Linked DNA regions of Oryzias latipes: region 2 is linked to region 1. The links are chromatin contacts, called in public Hi-C maps. All regions are on one chromosome and are shown on one strand. The core of a region is the stretch at or near the end of the contact, and the rest is flanking DNA. Distances in the headings are between cores, read along the strand shown. Region 1 overlaps nfatc3 (nuclear factor of activated T-cells, cytoplasmic 3). Region 2 holds the start of fbxo22 (F-box only protein 22).

Region 1 (7,055 bases), core at 1,589-4,088:
CAGAACCAGCCCAGCATCTGCAAAGACAAGTGTCTACCTATACAGGCATCAAGGTCTTTTTTTTGTCGTTTTTTAAGCATAAAGAAAGCATGAATGCATAGCAGAATCATTTCAGCTGGAAACGAGTTTCAAGCTTTTAAAAAAGCTCGAGTTGCTCAGCTCAAGTCTCCGTCCTCCCTGACCGGAGTTCGTGTTATCACTGCCATGTCGGCGCTGCATATCTGTGATGAAAGGACGCACCAGTCTGCCAGTGTTAACAGCAAACGGTGATTGTTGTGAGCAGGGTGGAGTGGAAGACCTCATCGACTTTGGGATTTCAACTTGTTCAATGAAATGAGGACCAAAAGAAAAACAACGTACAACAGAAAGACGTCTGAACGTTTCAAATACTTTCCGATCGTTTCTCGTCCGCTGTAAGAAAATCGAAGGCACACAAAGGCCTCTGGGAGATTAAACTGAAATTTTAGAGAGTGCCGTCTCTGTGGACCAATGAGAACGCTTCTGTTTGACAGAAAAAATAATGGGCGATTCATAAAAATCCCAAACACACAGGCTCCACAGCGGCTCCTAAACAAAAACATATGATCCTCAAACTGTGCAAAACAACAGAAAGCTTTTGCTACCATTCAAAGCTGATACATATCAATAAGGCATTTGTTCAGCTAAAAAGAGAGGAAAAAAAGAAACAGGCATAACAGAAAAGCCAGAAAAAGAAAGCCGTGTGAGGATTAATCTATAGATTTCTTAACAGCTGCAAGGCTACTGTAAGATGTGGAATGTTGCACTCTGAAAACCAGAGGAGAAGGTTTCATCAGAAAGGAGGGCGGGATGCGTCACTGAAATGTCTGGACAGCAGGCCTCTGAAAGGCAGGCCCGTCAATCAGGGCGTCAGTTTTTTTAGAATCCAGTATCTGAAGTCAAATGTGGCTTCTCTTCTGCTGATGCTCACACCGTCAAACCTCTGGAAGTGTTCGCCTCTTCCGTTCTGTGTGCTAGTCCTCTTCATGCTGGTGAGAAGGGGATGGAAACACTTCGGAGCGCAGAGCCGAGGGCTCAGGAAGACAGGAGGTCAAACTCGGGCCTGAGCGCTGGCGGACAGCTGGGATCCGTTTGGCGCCACGTTTCCCTTTACATGTAAGAACTGAGCTTCAGGTGTCAGGTCACTCAGGGGGGCTTCAGGGCTCCGCTGTCCTCTTCTGCCACCCGGACCAGAACCTGGACCAGGACCCGAGTCCTTGTCTGAGTTGAGGAGTTTGCAGGTTGACAGATGGAGGGGCGAGGTGGACCTTTGAGGGGGAGTTCAGGTGACACTACGACTGGTTGTGAGCTGATGGAGGACCGTGAGCACTTGGTGCCTGGGACATGTCTCTGCCGATGATTTCGTTCACTGCAGGAAAAAGACAGAAAAACAACAATTTAAACTGTTTCTACTAAAAAATGATCATTTTTTGACTAATGTAAATATTCTTGAGCTCTATGCATGGGTCATAAATGCACCCTACCTTTCAAGACATCATATTTTCAATTAGTAAATGTTATTTTAATCATTTTAATCAAAGTCCCACTCTGATCATCTCTTGATCTACTGTAAAAATGTTCCCAGTGGTTTTTAAATTATGATTATGCCGTTTTAAGCCAATATTAAAAATGCTGTGTTGTTTTCTAGGACTTAGTTTCTGCAGAGCAGCAGGAGTTCATTAGAAATTCAACTCTGAGTTGTGGGCGAGACCCCATTGCAGCGTGGAGCAGGGAGCTCGCTAATCTTCTACGTCACAAATACAACTCTTTTCAAAAGTTATTTTTTTAATCTGCTCCTGATTCACAACAATTTGAATAAACAAATACTCAGAAATGCAAGTTTGAGCTTAATTTTCTTTACACGTGCCAGAAAAATGCCAAAAGAACATGTTGATCCACCAAAAACACCCTTTTCATTGGAGCGGGTCTTTAACAATGAGTTTATACCATGGCACTGTCGTATTACGTCAAGGTTTGACAAGTTAACTGGTTAAAGTTAAGAGTTTGGACCAATGATAATCATGATTTGATTCACTCTGAGTTTATAATCAACTTTTACATCCACAAAAATAAAGATAATACAGATTTATTTCTTTGTCGGCTCTCTTCCGTGAAATCATCTTGAAGCAATGTGCAGTTGTGTCCAGCAGAGGGCAGTGGCGTTCCACACCGACTTCTCAGAAATGGACAAAATGTCAACATGGAGAAGCTGAAGGACTTCTGCACCACTAAGTCGCTGTTGTGTCGTGATTATTCAACAGCTTCCACCAACACTGAGGGACTCTTGCTGAAGTGTGTGGAGCTCACAGGAGTGACCGTCCTTTACTCCATCAAAGCTTGAACCATTTTGCTGCTTCACTTGACCTGGTGAGCAATCTTCTTTTCAACCAGTAAAGTTGATCCCAAAGAGGCATTTAAACAAATAAGAGTCGTCTCTATGAGAGTTGCAGCTCCCCCCCCCCCCCCCCTCTTTCAGGCCGCCTGCATGGTTGTTTTACAGCACTCACAGTGGGACCACAAGAAACACAGCAGGGAGCTCGTAAAGACTGCAGCCGTGAAGGAGATCAACAAAAATGACTTTGACGCGGTGAGGAAGACATGAGGGCAGAAAGACAGAGGAAACCTTTTTTTTTTTTTAAATGTTTTATTAGAAATGTATGGAAAATCTAGTTTCCACTAAAACACGTGGGGGCTCAGCTTTTGTCTGGGGAGCCGGGGCTTCATGTGGTTTTCCCTAAAAGTGACGATTAAAGGTCAGGCGTGCACAAACGAGGCGGGCCAACTGGTTTGGGGAGGGCGTAGCACAGACCTGTGGCCTAGTCTGGGGACTGGGAGGCTTCCAGAAAGACCTGTCTGTACATGACAGTCCACATGTGAGCTAGGACCTTCCCCAGAACAGAACAAACAAATACAGTGGTGGACAAAATTGTTGGAACCCCTCAGTTGAAGAAAGAAAGTCCACAATGCTCACTGAAATGACTTGAAACGTTCAAAAGTAACAATAAATTAAAATTGATTGAAAATTAAATAATCAAAATCAGCCATTACTTTTGAGTTGTTAACATAATTATTTAAAAAAACAAACTAATGAAATAGGGCTGGACAAAAATGATGGTACCCAATAACTAATTGTCCAGGGGGTCATGATGAACTCAGGTATGTCCTTTGATTGACATCACAGCTGTTTTCAAAGCCATAATCAGTCAGTCTGCCTATTTAAAGGGAGACAAATAGTCATGTTTCTATTTGGTGAAAAGGTGTGGACCACACTGAACATGGACAACAGAAAGCGAGGAGAGAATTGTCCCAGGACATTAGAAACAAAATTATAGACAAACATGGTAAAGGTAAAGGCTAAAAAACCATCTCTAAGCAGCTTGAAGTTCCTGTGACGACAGTGGAACAGATTATTCAGACGTTTAAGACCCACGGGACAGTAGCCAACCTCCCTGGACGTGACTGGAAGAAGAAAATTGATGACAAATTGAGGAGACGGATAGTTGGAACAGTATCCCAAATAGCCCAGAACAATTAATAATTAGACATTAAAGGTGAACTCCTAGATCAAGGTACATCAGTGTCAGATCGCACCATTCGTCATTGTTTGAGCCAGAGTGGACTTCATGGGAGACGACCAAGGAGCACACCACTGTTGAAAGGAAATCATAAAAAAGCCAGACTGGAATTTGCAAAAATGCATGTTGACAAGCCACAAAGCTTCTGGGAAAATGTCCTTTGGACAGATGAGACAAAACTGGAGCTTTTTAGTGAGGCACATCAGCTCGTAGACAAAAATAAAGCATACAACAAAAAGAACACTGTCCCCACTGTGAAACATGGATTGAAGTGGTGCAAGGTAAAATGAAATCTCCAGATTATCAAGGCATTCTGGATAGAAATGTGCTGCTTAGTGTCAGAAAGCTTGGTCTCAGTCGCAGGTCATGGGTCTTCCAACAGGACAACCATCCAAAACACACAGCCAAAAAAAACCCAAGAATGGCTCAGAGAAAAGCATTGGACTATTCTGAAGTGGCCTTCTATGAGCCCAGATCTGAATCCCATTGAGCATCTGTGGAAGGAGCTGAAACATGCCATTTGGAGAAGACACCCGTCAAACAACTGGAGCAGTTTGCTCATGAGGAGTGGGCCAAAATACATGTGGACAGGTGCAGAAGGCTCATTGAGAAATGCAGAAACCGTTCAATTGCAGTGATGGCCTCAAAAGATTGTACAAGAAAATATTAAGTCATTAGGTACCATCATTTTTGTCCAGCCCTATTTCATTAGTTTGTTTTTTTAAATAATTCTGTTAATCAACAACTCAAAAGTAATGGCTGATTTTGATTATTTAATTTTCTATCAATTTTAATTTGTTACTTTTGAACGTTTCAAGTCATTTCAGTCAGCATTGTGGACTTTCTTTCTTTCTTTAACTGAGGGTTACCAACAGTTTTGTCCTCCACTGTATGTTACTGTAACTCAGGGGAGGGGGGTGAGTCAGTCAGTCCATGAGCAACTGAACCCAGCTGGGTGTATTTTGATGGGAAATGGAAATCTTATGTTAATTTAAAAATCATTAGAAAAAAAGCTTCAAACCGGAGTTAATTATCAGCCCTCCTTCATTATTAGATTATAACAACTGTATATATTTAGTTTACAATTACATTTATTGTAAACAAATTCAAATACAACTGACTCAAAGTAGCTTTTCTTCAATGATTTATTGGAGAAAGGTTTGATTCAGAGCTCTAACTTGAATTATTTCCTTTTTCTGCTGCTTGCTTTTGTGTCTGGCCACCATCACTCGCATCATCCTGTTAGCGTGGGAGGCTTTTCCTTTTCCATGTCAACCATCTTCACCTACGCCGTCAAGCTGACACCACGCGCACACCAAGGCGGCTGCGGCCCGACAAACGCTTCTACCTTTACATGCGCAGTGCAGCGCCAGGGTGGAGCTTTAGGACGGGCGCTGATCCACTTTGTCACGCAACTCAAGTGTGAAAAAGAAAGAAAGGACGGCGACATCTCTGCTGAGGCCTGCGACCTTTTGAAAGACGAGAGACGCAGCTGGGCTCAGAGCAAACAGTGACTTACAGCTGTTAACAGAGCAGCTGTACCGATAAGAGCTCCGCTTTTGTGCATGTTCCACGTCACTAACAGACAAGTAAGCATTTGAAATTGGTTTGATGAACTTTACTGTCCTAAAGTGATTAAAAAACTCAGGGGTTTGTAGCTTCTAGAGCATGTGAGAAGCTCCCTGTGCAGCTCTGTTTACCTTTGGGTGTCAAATACCACAGAAATAGGCGCAACATGGAGTGAAGTGCGACACACTGACATTAAGTGGGCGTCTGCAGAAACATATCACCTTCCGCTGAACTGATTAGATTTGTGCAGAGGCAAACATTAACTTGTGGACGGATAAATAACTGCGAGGGAGGGAGGAGGACGGACGGACGGACGGAGGGAGGGCAGTCAAACAGAAGAAAGGAGAGAAAAAAGGGGGGGTCAAAAAGCTGCTGCTCAATGGAGTTCGGCCTTATTGTGACTCATATCAATCTGATTCACACGGTTTTCTCCGAAAGATGCAGCAGCAGAGATTTCCCTGCACGATTCGTCAGACTGACAACGCAAAGAAAAACTGTTCCAAATATGAAAAATAAAAATGTTAATCGAAGAAAATGCACACCGTCAGCGGATGACTTCCTGCTTTAAAAAACATAAAAATCTGTCTGTAAAGTGATGCATAAAATAAACAAATACAGCTTGAGATAAACTTTTTTTTTTAAGAGTCGGATTCCTTGAAGGTCGAAGGTCAAGAAAAACTATATTAGTGTTGATTTTCTTTCTTAAAGAGGGTGACTGTTATATTCTGAGCTCCACACATCAATACTTCAGAAGTGAAAGAGAGGTTTGAGTGGCGCGCAGCTTCTGACGGGTTTCATATGCCGATAGTGTTTTCTCGGGTTTACTGCTATTATTCATGACGGTGCAACAGAAAGCCGGTGATTCAGCGCTGCCTGCCGTAGTAACTGTGGCTCTGAATGTCTCAGCCGGAGGGAGATCCTCTTAAGATGACTGGGAGGGGGGCTCCCTAGCCAAAATATACATAAGGCAGTCAGTGAACTACTGTTACTACTCCAACTACTTCAAGTGGTCGTAGGCTGTTATCTGATTTCTCTGCCATCGAGGACTTCCTATTCTCTGCGTAGTTTAGGCATATGGAAACAAAAAAAAAGACGAAGACTGTAAGCAAATAATTACCCAATGATGTTCATTATTGAATAGAAACCTTAGAAAAATCCCTTCACTGCATATCATTGATTTTTCTTTTTTTTTTAAGTCATCACACTTCAGGGTTCATCCTCATACATTTCCATAATGATGACATCACACAAAATTTCTGAGAGACGGATAAGATGAACAGAAATGATCCTAACCCTCCACGACAAACAACCCCGTCCCCTGACTTTAGAAGGCAGAACTCTGGCAGAGCGGTTTAAGCAAACGGATTCAAAATCCAGAAAATGAAGACAGGACGCCTCAACGGAAAGGTTTAGGGGAAAAGGAATAAGAAAGACTTGTGTTGCCTGGAATATGAAGACAGAGTTTCCACCGTGCATGGCATGCACACATTTTCACAAAACGTTGAGGGTGTAAAGTAAAGTAAAAAAAAAACGCGATGGAAATGGAGGGTCACTTCATGGAAGTTGTAGCTCCATCCTCCAGACATACAGGAAAGAGAATTCACTTCAATTTCACTTCTGGAGAAAACGAGAAAGAGGACGAGAGCGCGAAGAGAGAGACTGGTCATGAAGTTGGTTTCTCAAAGTCGCTGGTTTGAGTGAATCATCTGTGGATTCCCGTTTCGTGTGACAGTGGGTGATTCACAGGTGATTTACAGGAGTCGCAGGCTTATATGTAGGGCACTTTTCTCTGCAGATGCCCGGAGGACTCCACTTTGACAAAGAAGTCACAGAAGCAGACCTACCAACTAACAGTAGAGGTTCAGAATGATCGGCATAAAAGCTGCAAGAATA
Region 2 (7,055 bases), core at 2,729-5,228, 170 kb after region 1:
ACAATACTGAATTTTGGTTTAACAAGGTCACTATTCAACTTCCGATTCAATGAGATACACTTTAAAATGGATTTGGTTTTCAAATTGCCAAAACTATTTTGTTTCGTTCGATGAAAACTTGTCAGGCAGATATTTAAACAGAACAAAGGTGAGTTACTAAAAAAAATAAGTAATTCTCACATTAAAAACTAACTGAAAACATTTTTCCCTTAAATGTGTTAGAAATTATTTTATTGATTCATGGATTTGATGAACCTATTGCCTTTTCTATATGAAGATCTATTTAAATAATATTCTTAAACCATTTTATGAATTTATCTAAAGGAAACACGTGAGTTTGAATTCTGGGAGAGGTTTCTTTTTATCACGATAAAGATGAAAATTTGGAGGATTATGGATTTTTCTCAACAGGCTAAAATAAATTCTGTAAGGAACTGTGAAAGGTGATCCACAGCAGTCTGCTTGATAGTCATGGGGGCAACATTTCTGAACGTGGCGCTGTGCGGCGCTCTGCTGTAGTGACTTCAAGGCTAAGCAGTGTTTGCAGGCGGGTGCAGCTTCTCAGTGACTCCTCAGGAATCTGACACAATAACAATTAGCAGCTGTTCACCTGACTTCCCTATTTTTGCCCTGATTTGATTTAATATTTGTTTTAATTTATTTTCTTACCTTTCATTTTCTACATTTTAGGTTCTGTTGCAATTTCCCCCCTCTGACTCCTTTTTGTCTTTTTTTTTGTTTTCAAACTCTCCACTAAATAATAACACAATAGATGAGCTGTATTCCCAGAAGCTGAAGTACAAGGCCATCAGCGAGGAGCTGGACCATGCCCTCAACGACATGACATCCATGTAATTCTCCACATGCCTGACAGTGCTTTGTGCCTTAGATCCTAACTGATGTAGCAATAGCTCCCTCTTGTGGCATGTTTGGGGTGTGTGGATTTATTCTCAGCTCAACTGTAGATTTTTTAAAATTCATCTTTGCTGCTTGATTTACTATGATTTGAAAATAAACCAATGGTGCTCTGACTCTCTGGACTACCTTCTTAGATTTGACTCACCTAGATTTCTTTATATTGGTGTGAGTGTGGCCCTTAACTCTCATTTTCTACATTTTTTTTTTTTTTTTACATGGCTTTATCTTTTTACCCCTTTGATTTCTCCATCCAACACTTTTGCTCTTCTGTTTTCACAGCTAAATGCTTTCACCTTTCACGTCAGAAGCTGGTTGTGTGTCGTCATTTCACTCCCGGGCAGCGCGGCCCATTTTTCGATGTCCTTCGTGTCTGTATTTCTTTACCGCCCTGCCACTCCTGCACATTGGGCCGTCGCTGCCAGCACACACTGCTCCATCACTCGTTCAGACTTTTGGGCCCTTCTGCTTTCTGTAAAATAAACTTTATTCCATCTGTGTCAGCCCTTCCCCTTTCTCTTGCAACCTTTCTTTATTTGCATTTGTCCAACTGCTTTTTTGTTTTCATTTGTCTTTTGTGTTTTAATTTATTTTGAGTAGCTTTTGAATAAAATCTGGAGCTCCTATCCCATTTTACTGTTCCTTCTTCTGTTTGTGAGGACATTGATACAAGTCCTCACAGTAGGTGATGAACTGATAATGGGATTTTTAGTGTATCCAGCGTTAAGGAGGCTTTTTAAAGCACATTCTCTGGAATTTTCTGACCAAAATATGTCAACTGTTAAGTTTCAGCCTGTACATTTATATAAGGAGGTCCATTGAAATGGACTAGAATTAAATGTTCGGATGCCCTCAACACTTCTTGATCCCAGATATAATAAGGAAATAAGAAATATAAAATGTTTCACGATTTTATCTTTCTAAAGAATTACAGTAACTCTAAAGGATGGAAAATATATTCGTAATGATTTTTAGGACGATCATATAGACTTTTCTATTACCTTTTTTAATGCTTCTTTTTTATAAAGCAGGGGTAAAGTAGGTGTCAGACTTTTCTAGAAGGTCAATCCTTAAGTGACTGCACCCTGAGGCATTGAGCTTTAGACACTTGAATCCACTTCAGAACTGCTGACCTTTTGCCTTTAAATGGCTTCACGGAGGCCGTTTTCATCGGACACTTCTTCAGAGCAATGTTAACCCATTGTGCACTGTTTGTACTAACCTGCCGTCTGTCTTTTTCCCTTTTTCTCCTGCTTTCTGACTGTCAAGATCATCTATACAAGCAACTTGAGAAAAACCGTCTCCTTACCAATGAACTGAGAGTAGCCTTAAATGAAGCATAGCCCGAAGAGGGGATTGTGTTCAGCGACTTAAAAACGACATGGAAAGTAGAGTCTACAACCTCAAAAGTCAATGACAATTTCTTCCCAACTTTCTCTGGTTTGAAATGAGAAGCCTGTGTGCTTATGAAAGCGTGTCACACTTAAGGCATGAGGATCTGGCCGCCACGTTTCCAGTAACCTTGAAGTCTGCTACAATTAAATGACAAAGATACAAGCTATTGAGTACTTTCTCCTAACGTGAAATGTTCAAGAACCCGGGGACACGTTTTACTGAACAACAGACCCAACTTACTGCATTCCACTGAAAGAATGAGAGTTTAGTGGGACTTCTGTGTAGCCAAATAATCAGGAAATACAAAATTATTGATCGACGTCTCTGTAGATTGTCTGATTTGGAATGTTAAAGTAGCACTTCATTGCCGAGCACTAGTTTGAAACCTGTCAGAAGGAAAATCTTGCAGGAAATCCTTTGGACTTGGTTCAGTTCTGCTTTTGTTTTGATCCAATGAACAAAGATAATGTGAAACTCCACATGAAAGGGAAACAAACAGATCCTGTTTGTGTGTAGGAGGACAACAGTAACAGCTGTTCTTATCCGATTTGGTTTACTTATAAAAAATAACAATTTGTAGTTTTGCCTTGCCTGTTGTGAATTTATTAATATTTTCAAAACGTGAAGGGATGATAAAAATATTCTCTGCATCGTTTGCTAGTCTTTGATGTGACTGGCTAGGACACAAGGTCCTCGGAGGTCGTGGGACATGGGAGAAGGTCTAAGCTAGTGGTCTCCAGCTCTGGTCCCCTGGAGCTTCTGCCTTGCTCATTTTTCAGATAACAGAGACTTGGCTGGTCCTGATTGGGTGAATCAAATGTTTCCAGACTGATAAACAAAACATGCTCGATTCAGGTAATCAGAACTAGATGAAACTTTATTTATCTCACGATGGGGAAATTCTTTAAATGTGAATGTGTGTGGTGGCTCTGGAGGTCACTGCATAAAGCAGGATGCTGGATCTAGCTAATGAAAAAACCAAAAGTTTTTACTCCCCACATTTTTTCAGATGTTCTTAACATGATTTGTTCCCATGAACAGCTGATACAGATAATATACAGATAATATTAGGGGGTGGAATACATGGAAAACATGCAAGACACACAGGCCCTTGAGGCCTGGTGTTCCCCACTCCTGCTCTACACAAAGTAGCGAGAAAAAGTGCAGCTCAAATACAGTTTGCCTGTTTCTGTCAAGTTCAACTTTTATTTGAGTGAAATGGTTTACACGGTTATTTTAGGTAATTTGCACTTTTTTGCTGGAAGCATGTTGCACATTGTCATTCATATGAAGCCATACATACTGTTGTGACTAAATAACAAGTTTTTTTTTATTTATGTTTCAATGTCACTGTCAGTTTGTACTGTCACATACACTTAGTGTCTAGTGTTTTTGTTTTTTCATAGATTTTCCATTCTTTTATGGCACAGTTGAGATGTTTTTTGTCATTTCCTGGAATTGTATCAACAAATATATCAATAAAGATCTATGTAAAATGTTTCATGGTTTTGTGTTTAAAAACAAGCAAAAGTACTTAGCAAAGAACAACACATAAGAATGTATGCCCTTACATACTGAGAGCCCAAGTTAAGTCAACTACCCTCGTCTGCGCACTGCAGTCTCTGAAGTCGTTGCAACACCCCTCCTCGCCACACGCGGCGCTGTAGTTTTTGCGCAGGATGGAATGATGCATATACACAAGTAAAAGTTAGCTAACCAGCTGGAAATCCAACCTCATGAGAGCGAAACATGACTGAAAATCAGGAGTTTAACGAGCCTTTACACGACAGTAAGGCTGCATACGTACTTAGCAATGTTGCTGAAGTGGTTGAGAGAATCTTGACTTTTGTACCGACAAAATCGCTGTTCCGGATTGCGAGGTAAAGAAAAACATTTATATGCTAAGCTAATAACCTTTCTAATGGTTAGCCGTCGAATGAAAGTGAAACAGAATTTTTTTCCTCCCAATAATGATCTTAGTTTGGAGGATCCTTAACTTTAACGGAATAGTTTTTATTTTAGTTTTTATTTGAATCAGATTATATACTTGAGGATCTATATGGCGTTTTGCTAAAACTATAAACAGAGCAGGTGACTGACGGATCCGCTGTTGCTCCTAGTGTGTGCAGGTTGTGGAGGAACTGCGCTCGCAGAGTCCTCAGGACTCAGCAGCAGCTGGCATGGGTGTCGGTCTGTGGACCTTCCACCACAGAGGCTCATTCCCTCTGCAGCTCCCTGTCTGAAGAGGTGGAGGTAAACCAAATCGCTCAACCGAATGGGTTTCTTTTTTTCATAAACATTGAAAAGTTCAGGGGGGGGGGTTATCCTCGAAAAGGACACGCCCCCTGAAAACCAGAGAGCCTAAGTATGATTGTTATTTACATGACATTTATATTTAGTCATATGTTTCAAGCAACCTGCCTAATTTTCATTGCAGTTTTACCTTAAACTACTCAATCAATCCCTATATTTTTAGAGCACATTTCATCAACATGCTGAAGAAAACAAGGCACTTAACATAAAAGACATATATAAATATAGGTTAAAACAATGAAAAGTCAGTAAACACATTAAATTAAAAGGAACGTCAATCAAAAGACGAACATAAAATGGAAGGAAACACTGTGGTTAATGGTTTAGATTAAAAGAAAGGGTAAAAACGTGTGAAGAACCAATGAAGAACCATAAAAGCCACTTAAATAGCTAAATAAATAGGTTAAATGTAAAGTTAAAAAGATGTCTTTAAATTACATATTAAACTCTCAGATCTTCTGGTAAAATAAACCACAGATGAGGACCATGGAACTAAAAGGAGGCCTTATCGTCAGTCCTGGTTCCCAACATGGGAATTTTTCAGAGAGCAGAACCCGATGAAGGTCCAAATCCATCAAGATGTTTAAAAACTAGAAGGAGAATCTTAAAATCAAGCCTGAAGCTGACAGGCAGTCGGTGCAGGGATTTTAAGACAGGAGTCATGTGGGCTCTCTTCTTCAGATCAGTTACTGTAATTTCTATGCTTTCAGAATATATTTAATCAACTTTTTTTCTAGTCTTTTGCAATGTGACATGTTCTGAAAGTTTTATGAAAGAATTAAGACGCATCAATATTGTTCGACCTGAATTTTGCATCTTCTCATTTTCAGAAAGTCTTTCTCCTCCCCAAAACAGTTCTGGCTATGGTGGATTCTGCTACACTTAATGAGCAAGTTTATTGTTACAGACAAAACAAAGGTTGGTATTTGCATTCTGTGTGTTCATTTCTAGTTTCCATACATCAGAAAATCTACGTTTTTGCCCAGAACTTTTTGGCGTACTTCATTTTTAAATGGGATATTGATGAAATGTCCTTTTTTTTGTGTGTTTTAACTGCTTCATTTGGTGCAAAACAAAGACTGCTTTATAGTTTTCAGTAGCCACTGTTTACTTTACAGTATTTCTGACACCATGTTGGTTCAGGCTCTTTTTGTGTGTCAGAAAACGGATGGTCTTTAAAAACAGCTGAAACGGTAAAGTAGATACAATTAGTGAGAGACAGCTGATCACAGCACTTCCTGTCTTCCCACCATCATTATTTGATCATTAGTACTTGATGATGTGCTTCAGTTATAGCACCACAGTTTTTCCATTATCTCAATTAAAAAACAATAAACAAATGTCCGATCTTGTAAACGAAACAGTTTTTGAATGATATCAAATTAAACCTTTGAAACTTAGGAACTTCACATATAAAATTAGTTCTTACTGTTGAGGATATAAATCGATAAAAATATCAGTGTTTTTCCATTGATTTCATGACTTGTGTATTCCTGCCTTTCTAGTTTTTTTTGTTAAGTCAACAGATTCCTGATGGATGATTTTTGTGCAAATAATATATTTGACAAGGGTTCCAACATGTACTTTAATTATAGCACCAGGTTCATTAAGGCTATAATTTCCAAAATATATCAAGTCATGTGGGATAAACGTTACTGCAGGAATCCATTGGACTCTTATTTTTAACCTTCAGGCTATTTGAATTGATTAGATGCCGATTTGGTTGTTAAGGATCCACATATATGAATATATTTAACTACATTTTTTGGACACTAATGCCACTTTCTTGCAAATGTTTTTTCCTGTTCCCTTTTGACTGAAGCAAAAAGAAGTCGCCAAAGTCCAGACACGGTCCACGAGTTGAACCTGCTTTTCCCCAAAGGCTGTGACGTCCTCGGTATTACTACACCCGGCATAGTCTGTAAGTGTTTCTTCCTAAGATCCCACATTTTAATATCTCCACCTCATCAAAAAGAGGGTTGTCAAAAATGTCGGCCGTTTCTTTTATTTGTTTGAATTCAATGTACTTTTTAGGTTTAGTTTGCATTTGAAAAAGAGGAAAAACAAGCTTATCATGTTGGTTTTATGAAATGTCAAAAAAGGATTACTTCCTGTATGCAATGGTTGTTTTAAAAACGGCATTTCCACTTAGTTGTAAAACACACAACTTCACGCATTTCTGTTACACACGCAAAGAGAAGTGTCAGTTTAAATGAGTTCAAGTCTTTTTGCTGAGGAAGGATTTTATTGTTCTTACTAGTCTTTTTTTTTTGTCGGAAACCTGGTGGTCCAAATAAAATATGAAGTTTATGAGCTCAAATCAACAGAAAAAAATGTTACTTAACTTTTCCCTTTTTTGTTTTGAGACCAGATTTTAAAACTGAACTAAAAAGAGGCTGAAAGAAAAAAAAACAGCAAGTCCATTATAGCCA

What was found. Hi-C and Micro-C count contacts between places; a contact is called where the count stands out from the background.
Region 2: a Hi-C map of embryo shows a contact between it and region 1, with 2.3 times the contacts expected there. The contact joins the promoter of fbxo22 here to the enhancer-like site in region 1. A contact is called at or near these places in 2 of 5 Hi-C or Micro-C datasets (embryo and gastrula embryo).

The regions. Positions count from the first base shown.
Region 1 is chr3:26,302,868-26,309,922 of ASM223467v1, forward strand. It overlaps nfatc3 (nuclear factor of activated T-cells, cytoplasmic 3), which reads right to left. Exons shown (of 10, transcript XM_004067396.4): 10 at 1-1,387. The coding sequence ends at 1,311. Among protein-coding and RNA genes, the nearest start is that of LOC101173047, 30 kb to the left of the region's middle. Within about 2 kb of position 2,839, at least 6 of the 8 cell types and tissues checked have an H3K27ac peak or open chromatin away from gene starts, as enhancers often do. A contact at or near this core is called in embryo and gastrula embryo, where this site is marked.
Region 2 is chr3:26,472,314-26,479,368 of ASM223467v1, forward strand. fbxo22 (F-box only protein 22) reads left to right here and starts at 3,979. Exons shown (of 7, transcript XM_004067277.4): 1 at 3,979-4,190; 2 at 4,431-4,563; 3 at 5,454-5,541; 4 at 6,446-6,544. The coding sequence starts at 4,060. LOC101164789 (tropomyosin alpha-1 chain) reads left to right here. Exons shown (of 9, transcript XM_023953571.1): 9 at 2,185-2,469. The coding sequence ends at 2,258.